Regions from separate parts of the Mus musculus genome. Here all the other regions are linked to region 1. The links are chromatin contacts, called in public HiChIP or PLAC-seq and Micro-C maps. All regions are on one chromosome and are shown on one strand. The core of a region is the stretch at or near the end of the contact, and the rest is flanking DNA. Distances in the headings are between cores, read along the strand shown.

Region 1 (5,059 bases), core at 1,806-4,305:
TGATGCAAGGCTGATTGGCTGCCCATGGATCTACTCACACATCCTTCCCTGTGTACAAAGACATGTCTGAGCATCACTTGGACAGACAGATATAAACGCTGGATAAAGCACATTTCTATACCCTCCTTACCGACAAAAAATAAACAAATCTGCCCGTAAAGGTTTCTTTGTGGTGCTTATTAGATATATATCTTCTTTTGTCACTTGCCAAGAGACACTGATTTGCAGTGATCTGTGGTGAATCTGTGGTAGGGTGGGGCTTGAGCAGTGACCCACATTGTGTCTTTGAGTGACTTGCAAGAGGAGTCTTCTCCCAGTGTGAAAATGTACACCAGGGGCTTGGCAAATTGAATGTGAATTGATTTTAGACTCTGCTCTCCTGTTGGTCGGATTGACCTTGTACCACGAACAAACACGTGGGACCAGGCAAGGTTGACACGACAAAATATGTGTCCTAGTACAAGCACTGACAACTAGACAAGGAAGACGGAAAATGAAGCATCTTGGCGAAGATATTTGACTGACACATGATGGATGTGTGGGTAATCAACAGATGGAGAAGAGAGGAAGAACTGTGTAAGCAGAATGCTGGTTCCTTCAAGATACTGGCCTGGAAATGACAAGCTGCAGTGGGAAGTGTCTGGAGCAGACAGTATGCCTGCACTCCTAAGAGAGGAGAGAGAGGAGGGAGCAATGGCAGGCAGGGCCTCATTATCAAGCATCTGACATGGTATTGGGACTTTGCTTTGTGGTTTGGGTTTGTTGTTGCCTCTTTTTGGCTTGTGACAAGCTCTGAACTCATGGAACTCACCTGCCTCTGCTAATGCCCCAGTGCCAGGAGCTAGAATTAAAAGTGTGTGCCCCCATGTTGTACCTGAGATCATGTTTTGGGGTTTGGTTTTTGCTATGTAGCCTAGGCAGGCCTACAACAAAGCATCCTCCTGCCTCAGCTTCCTGAGTACTGGAACTACAGCAGTGCCCTACCATGCCCCTCCCTCAAGCATCTTTTATGGGATGTTAGACATGGAAGCTTGGGTCCTGTGGGAGTTTGCTTGGCTACTGTAAATAACAAACACAGATATACCTCACCATTATTTTTTTCTACCCATCAAAAAAGACCTTTGCCACCCTAAAGTAACAGGTTTCATTTTCCTTTCAGCTGAGCAGGAAAAATAAATCCAATGATATGAAAATGTGCTTTTAAATTCATCTTAATATTAGACTTTTGGAATTTTAAAAAAGATATGATAATCTTTTTTTTAAAAATCTTCTAATTATTAGGGTGTGTGTGTGTATACGCACGAGTAGGAGGAGGGGGAAGAATAAGAGGAGGAGGAGGAAGAGGAGGAGGAGGAGGAGGAAGAGGAGGAGGTGGAGATGGTAAGAAGGGAATCAGGTCACTTGGAGCTGGAGATACAGACAGTTGTGTGCCTGATGTGGGCTGTGGGAACTGAACCCAGCTCTTAACCACTGGGGCATTTCTCCACTACCACCTGGTCTGCCTGTCCCAACCGGCCCCTTGTTCTGTTCTGTTCTTTTCTCTTTCTTTCTTTCTTTTTTTGTTTTATGTTTTTTGAAACAAGGCCTCACTGTGTAGCCTTGAATAGCCTCAAACTCAGAGATCTGCTGGGATTAAATGTGTGCACAACCATGCCCAGCTAAAACTACAACTTAAAACAGGTGGGGGGGGGGAGGAAGGAGGAGGAGGAGGGGAGGAGAAGAGGGAGGGAAGGAAGGAAGGAAGGAAGGAAGGAAGGAAGGAAGGAAGATAGGAAAAGTAGTTGGAAAGCACATATGCACTCACGGGCTACGCAAACGGAAGAGGAGCAGATGGTACTCTACTCGCAGAGCTTGATCTGTGCCTTTAAGAAACTTGTAAGCCATTTTTAAAAAGCTCTTAAAAACCATTGTTTTCTATCTTGAATTGGAGACGTCAGGTGTTATCTGTTAAACGAGGACCACAGCGACAATAGAGAGAAATAGAGAGCGAGAACTGCCCCAGAAGAGAAGCTTGGACCTTCGCACTCACCGGAGTGTACACTTGTAGCACACCTAGTCTGCCTGGGAATGTCACCTAGCGGCTTCTCTTCCAGCAGCTGCCAGGGAACTGCAGGAAAATTTCCCGGGAATGGAATTATCTTCGCTAACGAGCAGCTTCCCCCACCCATAATATAAAGTTACCCTATTTTTCTTTTTCTTTTTTCTTTTTTAAAGTAAGGAGGGCCATAGAAGCAGCGCGTCCATATTAAGTTTCCGGTCTCAGAGATAAAAACCCCTCAATTTTACTCGCTACACTTTGCTGCTGGAAGAATGGGCCCTTTTCTTCCTGAACTGTTTGTGGTAAATACGATCCATCAGGGACACAATGTTGTCGGCTTTCACTGAAACTTGGCACCGCAGCCGGCGGGGAGTCGCGCGGGTCTAGGTGGTCGCAGGACGAGCGATCCTCGCCCCTCTTCCCAACCCCAATGGCCAAGCCAGGGATGCTCACATTCTCCCTGCTGCGCCCTTCTCCCCTGGACGCAAGGAAATGGGCACTGATGGGAATGGACGGCGCCGCCACCTCGCAACCTGGATGGCACAGCTGAACCTAATTGTACCCGCGCCACGCGTGGGGCAGGGCAAGACCTCACTTCGGAGTTTTCTGGAAAAGGATCCTGCCTTGAGCCAAGCTGGACAAGAGAGAATGCGAAACCGCTGAAGACTGCCACCCTCCTGGACGCAGCAAAGTGACCCCGCCGCGCCCCTGATTGCCTCCACAGCGGGCGGAGAGGACGGACGAGGCTGGCCCACTGGTGGAGGCTGGGACTGTGCTGTGCAGCACCCCACTGCAGGATCCCGGGAGCCTATGCGAGACGACCCAGACGCCCTCCCTCGCGTCCCTCCCTTCGGCGCCCTTACCTCGGTCCAAGTTTCAACACAGAGGACCGGTCGAGCCCGGCTCTGCGCCCCTGAGCGAGGCCCCGTGGGGACTCAGGGCACACTCCGCGAAGTTTTCTCCGTCACTTTGTTCTCCACTCGCTGAGCCGGGAAGGTCAAGGCTTCTCTAGCTCCGCACTGCCGAAGTGAGGCCAGATCGGCGGCCACACCTTCCTACGCTCCGCTCGCCCCGCCCCCGCCCGGACACTCCCTTGACACGCCCCGACACGCCCCTCAGAGTCACACACACACACACACACACACACACACACACACACACACACACCCGCCTCGCAAACCACGCCACGCCTCCCGGCCGGGACCCCCTTCTCCTGCTGGACTGACTCCACCGACACATTACATCCCCAGTAACCAAAACAGCTCTCAGATGGAATCTGCGAGCCAGCCAGTCGCTGTGGCCCAGACCACAAACTACAAAGCGCGCGCGATCCTGGCCCTTCCAGTGTGTGCTGCAAAGAAGTTTCCTCGGGTCCCACCCAGAGCAGCTCAGAAGCACAGGACTCCGTGTTAGAAGAGGCCACCCATCATCCTCCCCTTGGAGAGAGGCTGGGTGTGATAGCTGAAAGGCAGATGACAGGGTTGAGTTGGGTTTGGGATTTGTGAGGGCCTATTAGGCAAACCTGAGGGAGCCAGTGAGCCCACGTGAGGGGAGTGTGCTCCGCATGCTGGGACCACCATTCTCTCCTGTGACCTGAAGACTCCTCATCCGAGAGGTGAGAGAAGGGACAGGAATGTGGCCAATTTTCCTTGGGGAGAAGTCTACCTACTTTTTATGGCACCACAGACAAAACGAAGTAGGATTCCATCAAAATCCAACTTGGGGAACCAAGGAGTATAAATTATTGGACTTACTCACAGAGCAGGAGTGAATGTGGGTGACCTCCAAATCGGCCCCACCCCAGAATGGACTACTCATAACTGCATATTTAGAATCCCCCTCAGTTAACCTCTCATACGCTGTAGAATATGGGACCTCCCAAGACCGAGGCCGCTCTCAATTCCAGCTGGCTGGAGGGTGCAGGAGGGAATATCAAGGGAGGGGTCAAAGACCCTCTCCACCCAGTCCTTCTGTGAGGGAACACCAACGTTCAACAGGATTGATCTTGGGGGTCACCGCAGCTCTGAGGTCTACAGCGGTTTGTTACTATGGTTCCCCAAGATACAGGCATCAATGCAAGACTAGCTGTAGAGGGTCATCTTCATAGCACACGAATATGGAATTAAATGGGCAGGGTGCGTGTGTGTGTGTGTGTGTGTGTGTGTGTGTGTGTGTGTGCGCGTGCGTGTGTATGTGTGTGTGTGTGCGCGCGTGTGTGCACGTGTGTGTGCGCGTGTGTGTGCATGTGTGTGTGCACGTGTGTGTGTGTGTGTGTGCACGTGTGTGTGTACGTGTGTGCGTGTGCGTGTGTGTGCGCACGTGTGTGTGTGTGTGTGTTGCTCAGTAGTTAAGAACACTTGTGTTTGTAGGCAGCCGAGTTTCTATTCCCAGCACCCAGATAGCAGGTCACAACCATTTATAACCCCGGATCGAGGGGATCCAACTCCCTCCTCTGATCTCAGATGGCACTGGCATGGATAAAGGCAAAACACTCATATGCAGAAAAATAATTTTTTAAAAAATCTAAGCATGAAGGGAGCTGAGGAGAGAGCCAGATGACCCTCCATATGAAGGAGAGGAAAGTAGCCAACCTAACCTGAGATCTACAATCATGAGTTTTGTGACCTCACCATGTCTATATACATGTATATGCAATATACACTAAATAAATATATAAACACATTTTTTTTTCTGATTATAAAAGAAATGTGTGAGGCTGAAGACATGGCTCAGCCATTAAGAGCACTAACTGCTCTTCCAGAGGTCCTGAGTTCAATTCCCAGCAACCACATGGTGGCTCACAGCCATCTGTAATGAGATCTGATGCCCTCTTCTGGTGTGTCTGAAGACAGTGACAGTGTACTCATATAGATAAAGTAAATAAATAAATATTTTTTAAAGTAATGTGTTTGTACAACAGTACCTAGTGTTAGTATTCTAAGATTCGCCCCACAATTATCTGGCAACAGCCAGGTATGCCTGCTTTACTATAAAAGGGGCTGTTTGCCCCCTCCGCACTTT
Region 2 (5,059 bases), core at 689-3,188, 43 kb before region 1:
TCTTTCTTACAACTTCACAACATAATTCCTTTGTTTGCAGTATTTCTTATTTCTTTTGGTATCTATTCTCAAACACATTCATGAGATCACATCCCTCAAGGTTGCATGGGAGTGCATGCTGCCTTGAAAAGTCTTGGAGAATTGTTTCTCCAAAGGTGCACCTTCCTTCCCTTCTGCTCAGTGGGGCTCTGCTCAGTGTCTAATGGAGCTTGAATCAAACCAGAATAAACCCAGCTTTGAAGTCACTACAGAAGAGAGCTGAGATGACCTACTGCCCACGACTGTGCAGACTACAGGGTTCTAATGCATGGAGCACCAGCGAGGCGTGGGGAGCTGGTTAAGATGAGTGTGAGGAGCTTACAGAGGAGTGAGAGTTTGGCAGGGCAGGAACACAAAGTCAGAGCCAAAGAGGAGGACAAGAGGCTCCCTGAGAATGGCCCAGATTTGCTGGGGATATTGAGCTTTTCCCAGGGAAAGGAACGATACTTGTGTGGATATTCTTTAAAGGGGAGGAGAAGACCTGGGTACTCAGAGGTTGACTGTAAGGAATCAAGAGGGATACCACAAAAGACCAGGAATCTGAAGAGAGAGAGGACCTAGAGCTTTGAAGGAAGGAGCTCTGCACCGCAGAGATGGTACAAGGTTAACACTTTGTATAATGCAGAAAATTAGCATCCTTTGTGCCACACAGGGTCTTTAGGTCCTAATGACTCTGAGATCTCTACGATGGCTGTGACCACACTTAAAATTCTGTATGTAATATTTCTTCTGAAAACCCTACAAATCCAGCAGATTGAATGACCTAAACAGGAATATCAACCAACTAACCAAGCTTTGCTTCAACATACAGCAACAAAAGTCTTTTCTTTTTCTTTTTCCTTTTCTTTCCTTTTTCTTTTTCTTTTTCTTTTTTTTCTTTTCTTTCTTTTTCTTTTTCTTTTCTTTTTTTTTTCCAAAGTTTTCAAGTTTATTATGAAATCTGGGCCTGTTTTCCAAGCCTGAAATTCAAGCCGGTTATAAAGAATCAAAACAAAGGGAAAACTCAAGCCAAACGGGAAAAGAACACACCAGCAACACAACACAGAACACTGCAGTCCATCTACAAAAGACTGCTGCCGAAGTTTATGTGAACACACACACAGCCTCAAGCAATCTGCTCTTGTTCCAGGCCTTCCCAGTTTCTAACAATAAACAGTAAAATTAAGAAAATAGAAATAAACAGGAACCTGACAGAAGTGAGACCTATGGGCACGGGAAGGATTCAGATTGGGGCTGGCGTCTCAAAGGTTAAGAATCTCCCACTCTAAAGGGTTTCCAGATATGCACAAAACCTGTGTCTTCAAGGTACAAACTCTCTGTCTGCTCACACCTAAATCGGACTGGGTTATTTAACACACAATGGAATAGCTGGCTACCCAAGGGTCCTAATGCCTGCCTTCTCCTGCCCAGTGGCCCCCACCAGTGTCTCCAAGCCAAACAGCAGCCTCTCACCTGTGCCTTAACTCATTATTTTCACTGCAGAGGTTTAAAAAAAAAATCACACTTTAAACCTCAGGAGGAGAGATGTGCGTCTATTTGCATCAAGAACATATTCATGGCTTTAGCTCAAAACATCAAGGCTTTGCACAGCTTGGAGCTAAGTAAACATGAAAAAAAGAATGGACCAAAAGCTCATTTATACAAAAGTAAAATGTTACTAATAGCCTATTCTGAAGAAGGGAGAAAGAAAGGAGTCAGCCTGGATGGGAGTGAGGGGGCAGGGCAGCAGGAGAGAAGGGATCTGGGAGGGAGGCCAGGTGGGACAGGAGTCTGAACAGCAATAGCAACCAGACCCAGGGAAAAGTCTAAACAAATGACTTGGTTCTTTCCAGTCTGAATGAACACAAATTACTGGCCGTACAGACATGCAGCAGAATTATGTAACTTAGTTCCAATGTTCAAGCCGGATCTCCACCCTCCGCACCAAATTACTCTAAAGCCTCTGGCCCCGTTGGTAAACAGTTGGCTACAGTTATGCTCATGTCCATTCTTACTCCTTCTCTTTTGAGACATGCTACTGGGCTTGGGCTCACTCACATCACACTTGGTTCTGGGCCAAAACAAAAGTTCCAGGGAACGCCAAATAATCAAATTCCAGCCTCTGCCCCATCCACAATTCACAATTGACGCATAGGCAAGCCAGATCCATAAACCTAAATACAGCAGGGTTTGGTTGTTTTATTATCAATGTTTCTCAGACTACACAGTTAAGGCTTGCAGTTTTCAAAAGTGAAAACTAGATTCTTCGGTCTGCCTGGAGTTCAGATTTAACTCTTAAGTAGGAGGCGTTACACTTGGTCTTTGCACCAACAGCCCTACACACCTATCCTGGCAAAGGAAATCTTTTGGGAAATATTACACTTGAAAAATAAAAAGGATCTTTTTAAAAAATAGATGTAAACTTGTCAATTATCAACAAAAACCTATCACCAAGACAATGAACTACTTAATCACTCACTGGCATTCAGACAGTCTGAGCACTTTCCAAAGCTTTAAGACACCAAGTGATCTTAGGTGTACACAGGTCTATCCTCAGGCCCAAGCCAGTCTGGATCTTCCTGGGATAATCGGACAGAATTCCACAGAAATCCCTGGCTATATTTACTCAGCCATTCCTTCCTGCATCATGTCTGTTTTGCCCTATGGGTTCCTTTTATCCAAAGCTGTCCTTTAGCTCTACTGCCTTATGTTGGAACATGTATCATTGTGTTTTTGCTCATTTGTAGCATTCAGGTAGTATTCAGACCTTAAGCTAAATTGGATCACTAACTTTACATATATGCATATTCATGTAGATTACATGTGTGCATATTCATGTAGTTATGTCACAGATAAGGATGCCATGCAGCAGATGTGCCTACTGATAAATGTACATATATACCCTTGCTCATATCCCACACATACACCAACACACATACACCAATATATACATACACATACCCCATCCTTGGGAATGCAGTAAAGATGTAATATAAACAATCAGTTGACCACCACAAGATGATGGACTTCCTGTTAGTCATGGAAAAATAAAATAAAATAAAAGCACTTAAAGTATCATTTACAGTGTGTTGTAGAACTCTCATTACTGCATTCCTAAGCTTTGAATCACGACCCCTTTTACTAAATTATGTTCTCTTCCCACTAAATCTGAGCCTGTTATTTTCTTTACAAAAACATTAATTACAAGTCACATGCTAGGAAAAAGTAATAAGAAAACCAACAGGCCAGTGTTTTAAACTGGCAAAAGGTCTCAAGAGGAACTTCCTCCAAACAGGTACATGTCTTCATATCCCCTAGAGAAGGCTCAGCAGTTGAGAGCACTCACTGGCTGCCTTTGCTGAGAACCTGGGTTCCCTTCCCAGCACATACATGCTGGCCCATAACTCCAGTTCCAGGGGATCCAACACACTCCTCTGGCTTCTGTGGAATTATACACATGCAGTGCACACAACATACATGCTGACAAACACATACACACACACAAAAAATAAAAGGTGCATGAGGCAAGCACACGACAAATTGACCACTAAAGGAATTTAAACTAAACACATGGATGGAACTATGAGTGGAGACACATGCTTGGAATCCCACAACTGAAAAGACAGAGGCGGGAGGAACTTCACACATTTGAGGCTACTCCAGTCTACAAAGGAACTATGAGGCCAGCCAAGGCTACAAAGCAGGACCCTGTCTCAAGAGGTTAAAGACAAAAACTATAAAGTTGTATCCATATATATGTATGTGTATATGTGTATGTATATGTATATATATATATGTACACACATACACACACACACACACACGCTAGAATGACTGAAGCAAGAAGAAATGAACAAATAATAAAACAAGTTGGGGAAGATGTGACAGAGAAGGTGTGTCAGTTTGTATATGCTTGGCCCAGGGAGTGGCACTATTAGGAGGTGTGGCCTTGTTGGAGTAGCTGTGTCACTGTGGGCGTGGGCTTTAAGACCCTCATCCTAGCTGCCTGGAAGCCAGTCTTCTCCTAGCAGCCTACACATGAAGATGTAGAACTCTCAGCTCCTCCTGCACCATGTCTACCTGGAAGCTGCCATGCTCCCGCCTTGGTGATAACGAAATAAAGCTCTGAACCTGTAAGCCAGCTCCAATTACATGTTGTCCTTATAAGAGTTGCCTTGGTTGTGGTGTCTCTTCACAGCAGTAGAACCCTAAGACAGAAGGTAAATGACAGCAGCTGGCTTGAAAAAACAGGCAGGCAGATTTATACTCACAAGTATAAGACAGAGACATGGGGAACATGAAGTCGAGACTTCAAATCTGGGCTTGCTCTTCACTATGTGATACTCAAGGAAAGTGTGTATGCCCCTTTCTTTAATACAACACCGAGGCATAATAGCAACTTGGAGTTTATTACCAGTTTCCATCCACAAAACACATACTGTGGCGGGGAGAGGGGGCTTGGTGGCCCACGCCTTTAATTCCAGCACTCAAGAGGAGGCAGAGGCAGGCAGATCTTTGTGAGGTCCAGGCCAGCATAGCGAGACCCTGTTTCAAATAAACAAACAAAAAGGAAAACCAATCAGAGTTTAGTCAGGAGAATCTCAGGATGAAGTAAGGGCATAAAAACCAACCAAAGAGAGGTCCTGTGCGATGGTTGACTGGGTAAGAGTAGTTTCTACTTAAGCCTGAGAACCCAAGTACAGATCACAGAGCAAATGCACCCAGGTAAATAGGTGTGGCTGTGTGTGTGCCTGTAGTTCTAGCACATAAAGGGCTGACATAGGCAGCTTGCCAAGGCTTGCTAGGCAGCTTGCCTAGACAAAACAGATTTGTTTCAAGTTCAGTGAGAGACTCTTTCTCAAGGCATTAAGACAGAGCGTAATAGAGTAGACACTTGACATCTTCCTCTGGTCTTTGCCGCACCTCTCTCTCCTTCTAATCTGACATTACTTCACTGCATTGGGTGAAAGGAGCTGGCCCAAAGAACTTTACAATCAGCTATTCTGACCAGATACTGTACCAACAACAGAAAAACATTTAA
Region 3 (5,059 bases), core at 1,344-3,843, 37 kb after region 1:
CATGGACTAGCCCCTCAAATCAGGAGCCAAAATAAACCTTTTTTCCTTTAAGGTCCTACGTGAGGGGCTAGTGAGATGGCTCAGTGGTTAAGAGCACTGACTACTCTTCCAGAGGTCCTGAGTTCAATTCCCAGCAATCACATGGTGGCTCACAGCCATCTGTAATGGGATCTGATGCCCTCTTCTGGTGTGTGTCTGAAGACAGCTACAGTGTACTTATATAAACAAACAAACAAATAAATAAAAAGATCCAATGTGAATGTTAGCATCTCCTCTAGGCGCTGCTCAACAGTTACCTAGCAACAGCTGCCCACCAGGTGCAAGTCACAAGTTGCAAGACGTGCAACTTCACATCCTCCTTGAAGCTTAGACACCCCACGATATTCTGGGTCATTCTATCCTGAAAGAAACGAACAAACAGGCTCATTAAATTACTAATAGCAAACTATGGAGGTGTTAAGTAAATACGGACTGTTTGCTCTCTCTTCCCCTCTTCCCTTCATCTCCTCTTCCTCTGTCCCCCTCCTTTTTCTGCCTCTACCCCCATTTCCAGGTCCCCTTACCACCAATAAATTCCTTTATATTAAGAATCATACAGTGGGGCTAATGCAGGTGTGATTCTTGCCCTACCCTCAGGACAGCTTGCTAAGAACTCTTAAAAACACAGAGACAAATACTGACCTCCAGCTTCAACCAGACTGCTGAAGATGGACAACTTCACATCCTCCTAGAAGCTTAGATGCCCCATGATCTTCTGGGTCATTCTATCCTGAAAGAAACCGACAAACAGGCTCGTTAAATTACTAATAGCAAACTATGGAGGTGTTAAGTAAAATGCTCTCATTTCACAGACAAGGTGAAATGCAATTCAGAATGAAAGTCTGTGGGGATGCCTGTAAAAGTTTGCTGCTGGACGCTTTATTTATTCTGGTAACAGCCAACCCTCTTCTTCCCTGGCTATCAGGTTGATAAAGACATCATGTATACTTCCCTATGCAGTGCTGGTGAGAAATGAATTCAGAAAGCCAAGGTTGGAGGGTTGAACATTGGTTGTGACTCTTGCAGCATAGGAAAGTTTTTGTGGAGATGGTTTCCCCTTGATGGTTGTGTTCTGGTGAGCGTGAAATAGAAGACACCCCAAGTCTGTACCCGAGAGTTCAGAATTACTTATGTAGGGTACTCCTTTGTATAGGAGAAAGAACAGGGTCCAGAGTCTGTCACTTACAGCAGTTTCAGGTCTAGTCAGAAGTTCAGTAACCAGGGATGCTTCTGCGAAATGGTACTTAACCTAGCAGAAACTGTAGCTTAGTAAGGACTTCTGATAGAAAACAAACAAACAAACACCCTCCTGAGTTTCATGTTGATTTAAAACTTAGTTTATAATCTTTCTAAAAATGGAAGTGATTTTCTAATACTAAGCCCAAGTCTCCATATTTCATAGAAAAATGAGCCCTTCAAGATATAATAAAAGCCACACACACACACACACACACCCAGGACAGTTCCCATAGTTTTAGACAGAGGTTGACTTGTCTCCAAAGAGCAAATTTGTCTCTCGCCACCTCAGAAGACCTTAGAGCTTCAGCTGGCTGGGATCTCGGACTAATGGAGTTCAAACCTCTCACCACACGCACCTAAAGACACTGCACGGTGGAGCCGCCAGCCAAATAGCGACCAGGCCAGAGAAAACCAGATAAAATGAGTGCTTACGGGTGGCAGACTCCATGCTCTCTGCTTCAAACACGTGACACCACATGTAGCGCTCAGTCCTCCATGAAGCATGCACAGTGTGCCTCCATTTTACAAATAAAGTCACATAGGCCCAGGAAGCTGGGCTCTTCAGCTGGGCCTCTATATCTGAGCCTCTGTTGCGAAGCAAGCCCCAAGTAGGTACTGTGCACACAAAAGGGCGATTAGCACATTTTCTGACTTCAGTGAGCTCACAATGAATCATGGGTGGAGAGGGGAATTAAGTACCTTAAATAGAACTCTACTGTTCAAACTGCAGTTTCTGATATATCAGGACATAGTTCTTTTTAAAATGGGTCTTTTTTTTTTTTTTCCTCCTCTCCCTTCCGCCAGTGCGGCACAAAACTGTTAGCTCAATCCTTCCTAGGTCAAGTCAGGTGGAGCTCAAGTTTCACGTACAAGAGCAAGACCCTTTCTGAAAAAGAAAGGGAGGGAGGGAGGAAGATGACTGTATACATAAATGAAGCTGACTTTAGAACCAAATGACCACTGTCTTCTTAGAGGTCCATGTGAAATGGGGAGTGCAGAGGAGCCAGACTCTGTCTGGGGATAAGCCAGCATGGATAAGCCAGCATGGAAAGCCAGACGAAGCAGACTGCAGTTCGTTCCTCATCAAGGGTGAGATGCTTGGGGCTGAGAAGGATTCGTAATAAGTTTCAGGGGTAGCACAGCGTGTACGGTCTAGCTCTGTGTCAACTTGCCACATAAGAGAGTTGTCAGTTATTAAAAGAGCATTTTTCTTAAACAGTGATTGATAGGGGAGGCCCAGACCATGGTGGGAGGTGCCATCCCTAGGCTGATGGCCCTGGGTTCTATAAGAAAGCAGGCTTGAGCAATCTATGGGGAGCAAGTCAGTAAGCAGCATGCCTCCATGGCTTCTGCATCAGCTCCTGCCTCCAGGTTCCTGCCCTGACTTCCTTCTGTGATGAACAGTGACGTGGAAGTATAAGCCAAATAAACCCTTTCCTCCCCAATTGGCTTCCCCTTTCCTTCAACCTGGGACTAAGGAATGGGCACCTATCAAGCCACAGGGAGGTTCCATGACATCGACTCTGTACCACAGAAACAGGACCCAGAAGATGTTGATTTAAAACCTCTAAACAGAACATTAAGCCCATCCCTAATTGTTAGAACTGAAGATGCTGCCAGAAGATCAACAACACATTGGCGAGGTCAGGAATGGAACCTCCGATCTCAATATCCCCTAAGAGAAGGGAAGCATAGAAACAGGAAGTCAGGAAGCAGTGAGCTCCACCCAAGCTCAGCCCTTTGGATGACCTGAACTCTGAGCACAGTGCCCTCTGAGACAGCATGGTATTCCAGGATAAAACAGGTACTAAATTTTCTGTCCTTTTAATAAAACTTCCTTCAGACGTGTGCTGGCTACTGTGTTTACAAGCCGGGGGTTTGTGGCAACCCACTCAGGTTTCTGAATACAGATTCCAGCTAGAGATGAGGGCCACTTAGAGAGTAGCCTCACACCACTTCACTGTACTTCCCTCTGACGAAGGGTCTTCGGGGACAAGGCAGAGGCCAGTGGCCTCCTTGTGTTATTTTGGTGACCTAATAATTGCACATTTATCTGTTACATGGTGACAAGAGATGAGGCCACATTTAATTATCTTATCCGCTACTGAATCTACATTTTACTTAGGTAGGTGTGTGGCAACAATGACAAGAACCAGGTACCATACAAAAGAAGTAGTTGTAGAGGCAAGAAAAAAAAAAAAAAGACTAAATGTTTTTCACATTTTTACAGTTTTCCTGATACAACTACAGATCAAAAGGTTGTAACTTAGCCTGCTCTTGCTGTAGGGTATGGCTAACAAGGGGTCACAAGCCAATGACTAAAGCAGAAGAAATAACTAGGGCATGGTTTTTGTTTTAATTCTATCAAGCAGAAAGTTGAGGAGCTGCGCAGTTGCTCAACAGAACCTGGGTTCAGTTTCTCGCAGCCGTCTCAGGCAGCTCACAACTACCTACATGTAATTCCAGCTCTGAGCGCTCTGATGCCCTCTTCTGGCCTCTGTGGGCATCGCACTTACATTCTCAAACAGCCACGCCCACACATATATACATACATTTCCAAAAATAAAATCTGGGCTGGAGTGATGGCTCAGTGGTTAAGGGCATGCACTGCTCTTCCAGAGGACCTGAGTTCAATTCCTAGCAGCCACACCATGCAGTTAATAACTACTGCCCTATAATTCCAACTTGGGGTGGGGCAGGGTGGGGTGGGGTGAGGCAGTGGGGGTGGGGTGAGGCAGCGGGGGTGGGGTGAGGCAGCGGGGGTGGGGTGAGGAGGGGGAGGAATCTGACACCTCTGGTATCCACCATCACTGGCATTCATGTGCACATACCCATAAACACACACACACACACACACACACACACACATGCACATAATCAGAAATAAAAAAAGCAAGTGAATAGTTTCTGTTAAAGTGAACCAAAAGGAAGTCTGTAAATAATCACCATTTTAGGGGTTACTATGTATTGTTATCTATATTAGCAAATTATGTGAGATTTTGAACACATTGGTGCCCATGAAAGATGAAACTGCATTTGATATTTTCTGAGTGTATAATTTCTCATGCACCTTAAGTCTTTATTCATTTATTTGCTTATTAATTTATATTGCACAGGCTAGCCTCAATCTTGCAACTCTCCTGCTTTAGTCTCCAGAGTGCTGGGATTGCATGTGTGCCCCTACCACATCTGGACAACACAGTTATTATTTTTTGGACCAAGGACTCTGGTTTGGCTAATAGGTTCAAGGGCAATACAGCAGAGAGTTCAATGCACAATGGTCCTCCGTAGGCAAAGTGCACATGGACTTTGGTTAATAAATTGGTGCTCTTATCCTCACCCTAGAGGAGAAGAGACATGAGACAGGGTCTCACAACAGTGACCCCCAAACTTTCACTGCTTATTCTGAACTTGTTTATGAGTTCACAGGTATGCTTAATATTTTTGCTGTTTCTTATAGAGCTGATGTATTCTTCTTTATCATAGGACGAACAACATGGAAGATGATGCTGGTTTTTACTATAACCACGGGCAACACAAAAGTCTCGAAGGATTGGATGCTTTTTCTGGACATCAGCAAACATCACCTTTTACTAATAATAGACTAATAATAGTGTAGACTCAAAAGAGATTCACCTGATCCTTTACATTTTAAAGTACTTTTTAGGCTTCACAATTTCACTTAAGTTTCTGGGATAAACATTTGTTTTTAAAAGTCTTAGAATTGGGGCTAGAGAGATGGCTCAGCAGTTAAGAGCCCTGGCTGTTCTTGCAGAGGACC

Evidence for each region. A called contact is a pair of places that touch in the nucleus more often than the background predicts. HiChIP or PLAC-seq counts read pairs in DNA pulled down with a chosen protein or histone mark.
Region 2: an HNF4G HiChIP or PLAC-seq map of pancreatic cancer cells shows a contact between it and region 1. The contact joins the enhancer-like site here to the promoter of Tiam2 in region 1. A contact is called at or near these places in 2 of 39 promoter capture datasets (the 3T3-L1 cell line and cranial neural crest), 1 of 15 datasets of contacts at CTCF or cohesin (the NIH/3T3 cell line), 8 of 484 Hi-C or Micro-C datasets (embryonic fibroblasts, liver, muscle stem cells and 2 more), 6 of 115 datasets of contacts at active chromatin or transcription factors (embryonic fibroblasts, embryonic stem cells and pancreatic cancer cells) and 1 of 9 other capture datasets (adipose tissue).
Region 3: a Micro-C map of the HL-1 cell line shows a contact between it and region 1, with 2.3 times the contacts expected there. The contact joins the enhancer-like site here to the promoter of Tiam2 in region 1. A contact is called at or near these places in 3 of 39 promoter capture datasets (the 3T3-L1 cell line and cranial neural crest), 1 of 15 datasets of contacts at CTCF or cohesin (the NIH/3T3 cell line), 16 of 484 Hi-C or Micro-C datasets (the 3T3-L1 cell line, the C2C12 cell line, the C3H10T1/2 cell line and 11 more), 8 of 115 datasets of contacts at active chromatin or transcription factors (craniofacial prominence, embryonic fibroblasts, embryonic forebrain and 4 more) and 2 of 9 other capture datasets (adipose tissue and liver).

Annotation. Positions count from the first base shown.
Region 1 is chr17:3,324,569-3,329,627 of GRCm38.p6, reverse strand. Tiam2 (T cell lymphoma invasion and metastasis 2) reads right to left here and starts at 3,055. Exons shown (of 27, transcript NM_001122998.1): 1 at 2,902-3,055.
Region 2 is chr17:3,366,685-3,371,743 of GRCm38.p6, reverse strand. The region is part of intron 1 of Tiam2 (T cell lymphoma invasion and metastasis 2); the gene reads right to left. Among named protein-coding and RNA genes, the nearest start is that of Gm52295, 39 kb to the left of the region's middle. Within about 2 kb of position 1,938, at least 54 of the 459 cell types and tissues checked have an H3K27ac peak or open chromatin away from gene starts, as enhancers often do. A contact at or near this core is called in adipose tissue, embryonic fibroblasts, muscle stem cells and 2 more, where this site is marked.
Region 3 is chr17:3,287,260-3,292,318 of GRCm38.p6, reverse strand. No RefSeq gene overlaps it. Among named protein-coding and RNA genes, the nearest start is that of Gm34035, 6.5 kb to the right of the region's middle. Within about 2 kb of position 2,593, at least 13 of the 459 cell types and tissues checked have an H3K27ac peak or open chromatin away from gene starts, as enhancers often do. A contact at or near this core is called in the C2C12 cell line, the HL-1 cell line and pancreatic cancer cells, where this site is marked.